2 separate regions of the Zea mays genome follow, and region 1 is linked to region 2. Evidence: chromatin contacts called from public Hi-C data. All regions are on one chromosome and are shown on one strand. The core of a region is the stretch at or near the end of the contact, and the rest is flanking DNA. Distances in the headings are between cores, read along the strand shown. Region 1 overlaps LOC100502254. Region 2 holds the start of LOC100304311 (Zn-dependent exopeptidase superfamily protein).

The links. A called contact is a pair of places that touch in the nucleus more often than the background predicts.
Region 1: a Hi-C map of ear shows a contact between it and region 2, with 1.7 times the contacts expected there. The contact joins the enhancer-like site here to the promoter of LOC100304311 in region 2. A contact is called at or near these places in 5 of 25 Hi-C or Micro-C datasets (bundle sheath, ear, endosperm and 1 more).

What each region holds. Positions count from the first base shown.
Region 1 is chr3:221,170,377-221,173,565 of Zm-B73-REFERENCE-NAM-5.0, reverse strand. It overlaps LOC100502254, which reads left to right. Exons shown (of 6, transcript NM_001366996.1): 5 at 573-662; 6 at 1,101-1,435. The coding sequence ends at 1,199. Among protein-coding and RNA genes, the nearest start is that of LOC100502254, 9.4 kb to the left of the region's middle. Within about 2 kb of position 1,550, at least 6 of the 20 cell types and tissues checked have an H3K27ac peak or open chromatin away from gene starts, as enhancers often do. A contact at or near this core is called in ear and endosperm, where this site is marked.
Region 2 is chr3:221,107,504-221,110,791 of Zm-B73-REFERENCE-NAM-5.0, reverse strand. It overlaps LOC100304311 (Zn-dependent exopeptidase superfamily protein), which reads right to left and starts at 1,409. Exons shown (of 12, transcript NM_001165753.1): 1 at 1,235-1,409; 2 at 990-1,102; 3 at 759-897; 4 at 518-618; 5 at 112-314. The coding sequence starts at 607.

The DNA of each region.
Region 1 (3,189 bases), core at 301-2,800, 63 kb before region 2:
AGCATTCAAACATTCGATGTGACGGAGACAAATTTAGTGAGAGGAACTAAACATAGCCGTAGTGTGGACCGATTTAGTATTTTGCTGTGTAAGTTGTTTATAAGTTATGCACTCAGCACATGTGGCATAACTTTTCCAACCTGTTAGATAATGAATTAGAGTAATCGCATCTTGACAAGTATGGCTGGATGCTGGGTGAATATTGACATACTGTTATGGTCTGAATCTGCTTGTGGATGCTATTATTTCTGCTTGGATGATGTACTGGTTAGTTTAAGCAATGGTGCACCCTGTTTGTCCCTCAAGGAAAACCATGTTCATATAAAATGCACATAGGTAAATGTTACAATTATTGCTATCTTTTTTTTTTGTGCAGCAAGAAAAGAAAACTGCATTACGAAAACACTTATGCCTTGTATTCAACTATTAATAGCAAAAGTCTATGTGACTTTATCCAGGATATATTTATTCACTTCACTTATGATTTTAAATTCTTATCATACTATTTTCTCATAGTTGGCATTACTTAGTGTTCATCCTCTGTTGTGTATTTGTTCTTCTTTTTCACAAAGGTAACTGGAGAGCCATTGATTCAAAGGAGGGATGACACTGCCGAGGTTTTGAAGTCAAGGCTTGAAGCCTTCCACAAACAAACTGAGCCTGTATGTTTTTCTTTAAAAGAATTATTTTTCTGAACAAATATCTTATACCACTATATATGAATATATTAAAGTTATGTTAGTGTCTTACATTCTAAAACCTGGTTCTATTGTTTAAGAATAAATTTGGCTTGTCTTACATTTTTTCATTGATGATTTCTTTCCATTTAAATAATTTTATCATCAATAATCTCATAGTGCTGCATAAAGTTCAGCGATTTGGTAGGCCCTTTGTGAGGTGCATTTTTATGTCATTTATGGTTTTCATTGGTATATGTTTTTTGTGATCACGTAAGTCTTTTAGGCTATATCCACTTCTTATTCATAGTTCTGATTTATTTATGCCATAAGAGTCGCTTTGTATATTCTCTGTACTTATTAATGACATAAATTTTTTAGGTCAATATTATTCCTAATTTGAAAGCAATTGTCTTGTCCCAGGTGATTGATTATTACTCTAAGAAGGGCTTGGTGGTAAATCTGCCTGCGGAGAAACCACCAAAGGAAGTGACTGCTGAGGTGCTGAAAGCCCTCTCATGATGAAATGCCCCTTTTTCTGAGTTTATTCAGGTTAAGCATGATATGTACCGAAATCCCTTTGTCTGGGTTTCTTCACACCAGCATCATGCAGTTTCCTTTTTGTGCGATTACACCATTTTATCATAGCTTTGACAAGCTCGGTAACTGTCTGAATAATCTGTTTTGAATGAGAGAAGTTGTTTTTCAGTACCAATACTGAGATGATTACATCAATTCACGTTTGGGAAATTTTCCTTACTAAACTTGTTCCAGTTCTTACATCAATGCTATGTTACTGGCTATGGTAATAATCAATTAATCAGCAAAAACCCTGATATTCTGATCGCCCAGCACCTTCGTCTGTTGAGTGGTATTGATATGCCACGAGGTAAAAAAAGAACGCTTTTCATGGGCTGGGCTTGGACGGACGGACCAATGCACGACCCATGTGAAAAATAATTAATAAAATATTTAATCAATTAGATGTGCTGCTTTAAGATCCGTGCACTTTTTTTTTAAAAAAAAGAGTATTGGATCAGTTCGCCCTACTTATTTGTATTCGCTTGCCAAATTGTCCATGTTCTTAGAGCCCCTTTGACAGGGCTTCTTAGCACTAGCTTCACGTTTTTTCTCATAAGTCGTAGGAAATAGCTTTTACTAAAAAGCACTTCTCTCCCTTTATTGAATGCTGAAGCCAAAATAATTGGCTCGCCCTGCTTTGGCTCACGTTACTTTTGCAAATATCGCCTCCCACAAAATCAATCAAGATCTCAAACGTTATTCTCTTTCTTCTTTTTTTCTCTCGAGAAATTTACTATTTTGACACTCTCAGTTTTGACTTTCTGTTATTATATCATCATGTCTATAACGGATGAAACTATATGATTTATGTGTCTGATGATATATTGAGGAAACCCATAAATAATTTCTATATTACAAAGCCGGTTCAAACCGTGGCAGCTAAGGCTATCCATGTCATCGGAATTTCTCCTATACGCTTGATCACGAATCAATGTCTCACGTGTGTCCCCCTGCTACTTCTGCCTTTAGAAACTTCCAACAGACGCATCAAAGCTCTCCACGTAAATATCTTTTTTTTCTGGCATTTCGATCCCAAAACTGACGGCATCGCCGTCGCGGAGCGACCCGGTCTCCATTGTACATGACGCTTCCAGATGACTCCTCTGCTCTGCCTCAAACGACGTCGCGCCACCAGGTGCCCCCCTGGCGGCCTTCTCCCAGACCATGGGTGACGATGTCGTGGGGAGCTGCGCCATCACAAAGAGGCACGGCTCCACACTGCCAAGATCCTCAGCCCCCTTCCCCTGCTCCCCCGCAAATGATGTCGTGCCGTCAGGTGAGCCCGCCCTCCCTCCCCTCTCTCTCCCTGGCACACGGCCATGGCAACCTTCTCCCGGACCACGGGCGACGACGCCGTGGGGAACTGTGCCATCGCGAAGAGGCTTGCGCGGCCGAGCACCGCCAGCACGCTCCGCTCCTCCCTGCGCAGTGTGTTATCATCTATCGATGCCTAGATTTGGGAGGTTTCTGTGCGTGCACATCAAGATTCCAACTGACGCGTCTTGTTTTTTTCCTGGATTCTGCTGGGCAACTGACCGCGTTGGCTACAATTAGTAGTATCCGATCCCTTCTTTAGTATTATAATATAGAAATTTTGCAATATGACCATTGAGATGAACCAAAGGTTGGCGATTCTAAACACAGCCTGTGAAATTTTCTACATGTTGCTTGCTATAATTATTGTTTGCAAATTCACTTTCAGGATATATTCACAGAGTTGGTCGTACCGCACATGTTGAGGAAGGCAAATGAAGTGCATTGCTGTTCTTACTACCAGTTTCTTGACCGGCCACTGCCCCTATACTAAATTAAGAGAAATCACACATTTATTGGTTGTTTGCAGGTGACCAATGTTACTCTAACAGAATACGAGTTTAATCAGAAGAATGTGCCACATTTGTAATTGTAAGTACCCCTTTCAATATACCTG
Region 2 (3,288 bases), core at 160-2,659:
TTATACTCAAGCATAAATGAAAATCATAGCAAAGTACGAACACCTAACTAGTAATAGATATAAATAGTAACACAATAAGACATAACAAATAGAAATTTGTTGTGTCCCAACCTGTCCAGGTGAATAGCCAAAGTAGGTATCCGCATAATTGGTTCCTGTACCCGTACAAGCTTGTGTGCATAAGAGACCACGCCATCCTTCTTCTCCCGTATAATCACTCTACCAGCTACAGTAAGATCACGGTCAAACCATGTGTACCACAACCCACCACCATACGTTTGAACCCCAACCTCAAGGTAACCTCCTTTGGTTACCTGCAAAAAAAGCAAGATACTTTCAGTAACTTATAAAAATGTGTAGCAGCATCTACCACCTAAAACTCAATAACAGCTTCTGTTCCTGATTAAAGACAAATCATTTGTTACACAGAGTCACAGACACCTGCTATCATATACAAAATTGAAATATAAGACACAATGTACTACGAAATCAGTGAGCAAGAGTTGAGGCTTGATACCTTGGAGACAGGCTTGAGCTTCAGGCAAGGGCTGTCAGTGTGTGCACCGATGATGTGGAACCCATTGCCAGCAACGTATCTGTGAAACATTAACACATAAGCTAGCCAATTAATCCACAATTCCACATAGCAAAGAACTCGGAGGAATATGCACAGGATATTTTTTTAAAACTGCTGTAGAGAAGAGGAATTTAAGGCTGGTGAGAATAAGGAGGACGGCAAGCGGATCTAGCTCACTCACTTTGCGCCGATGGCAAAAGCGACAATAGTGGAGTGGTTGCGTGTGAAGAAGTACTTGCGCCCGGGCTCGAGACCCGCCCACTCCTCCCGCTCCGACAGCTGCACGAACCCCGCCGCCTTCAGCCGCCGCTTCGCCTCGTCTTCTCCCGATGGAAGCAACAGCCCAACGGAGTCAGCTCAGATCTATCCGCGAGGAAAAAAACGGAAAGGGGAGCAGATGAAGTGTACCAACGGCGTGAAAGGCGGTGGGCGACGCGTTGAGGAAGTCGACGAGGTCGGAGACGACGGGGGCGACGGTTGCCATGGGCGGTGGCGACGGTGCCGATCCGGCGGGCGAACAGCGAACTAATACAGATGGAAGTGCGGTCGTGTTGAGAAATTTCCAAACTAAGGGACGATCTCGTCTCGCCCTATCTCACCTGTTGATTTGAAGGCAAGGAGAGAAAGGTTCCACAGAAGAAAAAAAAACGTGCTCACCTTCCGACCTTCCTCGCGATGGCAACACCGCGTTCCCCGAGCCCCGCGGCGACGTCCTGGACTCGGCGTCTGCTCTTCTTCGGCGGTGTCGGGCGGCGACCGGCGGCGCAGCGGAGGAGCTGGAGGAGCAGTAGACGAATTGGGCCAAGCGGATAGCGCTGCTAAACAGGCTCAAATCCAGCCTGAATCTACACCGGTTTGTTTTGTGATAATACGAATCCAATTCACCCTGATGCGCTCCAATATGCACAGGAAAAAGTTGGCAGTCATATTCAGCGTACAAATTCGTTTGCTCAACTAGAGTCTTTCTAAATTTTACTCTCTAAATTATCATTTTAAAAGTCTTTTATATTAAAATTACTTTTATAATTTTTCAGTCTCTATCAGCCTTTCTATTTGAAATAGCAATTTTATCCAAGTCTTTTACCTTTCCTTTGCGATTATCTCCAAATATGATACTATCATAATTTGAGCAATCTTCCTCACTCATTTGGGTGAATATTTTCATATCTCCGGTCATGTGTTGAGTGCATCCACTATCCAACACCCAATGATTCCCTCCCGCCTTGTAGTTCACCTACAAAAAGAAATCAATCTCTTTTAGGTACCCAAACTTGTTTGGGTCCTTGGATGTTAGTGACCAAGGTCTTTGGCACCCAAATAGCTTTCTTCTTATTGCCAACAATTGAAGTACCAACAAATTTAGCATGAACACCTTTTGCATTATGAGAAAGAACATAACAATGATCAAAATAAGTGGAGGATACATTCTTGAGCTTAGGACAATTCTTCTTGATATGTCCCTTGTGACACTTGTGACACACTTTGTCACATTCTTTCACAAACAATGTATTTTGCTTTATAAAAGCATTTTTTCCTTTCTTGGGAACATATCCAAGACCCTCATGGTTAAGTGAGCACCGTTGACTTCCCAATATGAAATCCAATTTAGCTTTTCCACCATATGTCTTCTCTAGATCATGAGTTAGAGCACTTACTCTATCTACTAACACTTCATTCTCAACAATGATTTGTGATTCATCAAGAGCAATATTATCATTCATAATAGAAATTTTGCATTTATCACAAATAGAGTTAGTAGGTAGTGGTTCACTTGTAGGACTATCAAGTAAGTCACAAGTGACTCCAACATCCTCGGTGACCACCACAACTTCATGCACAATAGATGAGTTTTGAGCTTCCGCAAGCTTCTCACAATTCTCTTTTAGATCGTTGTGAGAGGTCTTGAGCTCCTCAAAAGACACTTGGAGGTTTTTATACAATTCCTTCAAGGTCTTAAACTTTCCTTTTTCTTTGTGCATGTAGTCATCGGCCTCACCTAACATTCTAACAAGATCATCATATGAATAGCCATCATCATCAACATCATCATCATCATTCATATCATTTAAATCGATGATGATTTTTACCTTAGCGTCTCCCTTTGCCATGAGACAATGAGGGGATGAGAAAAGTGAAGGAGCTTCCTTGATGGCAATTCTGGCATTAAGCTTGGATGAGGTGTCATCATCATCATCATCATCTGAGCTATCATCCGAATCCTATTCAACTAGGTAGGCTTTGCCATCCTTCTTGTTGTAGAATTTCTTCTTCTTATCATCTCCATCTTTGCCCTTCTTCTTCTTGTTAGGGCAATTCATGGCAATGTGAACGGGTTCCCCACACTCAAAACATTTTCTATCATTGAAAGCATTTCTTCTTGATGTTTGGCCTCTTCTAGGTTGACCTCTCTTCATCTTCATGAATTTGTTGAATTTCTTTACAAATAGATCCATATCTCCATTACTCTCACTTTAATTTTCTTCATCATCACTATCTTCTTTCTCAATTGCCTTAGAAGCTTTAGCTTTGAGAGCAATTGATTCATTCTTCACTTTCTTTCCCAAACTTATAGCATCGGCTTGAGATTTCTTGAAATCATCACTATCTTCTTTCTCAATTGCCTTAGAAGCTTTAGCTTTGAGAGCAATTGATTCATTCTTCACTTTCTTTGCCAAACTTATAGCATCGGCTTGAGATTTCTTGAATATATC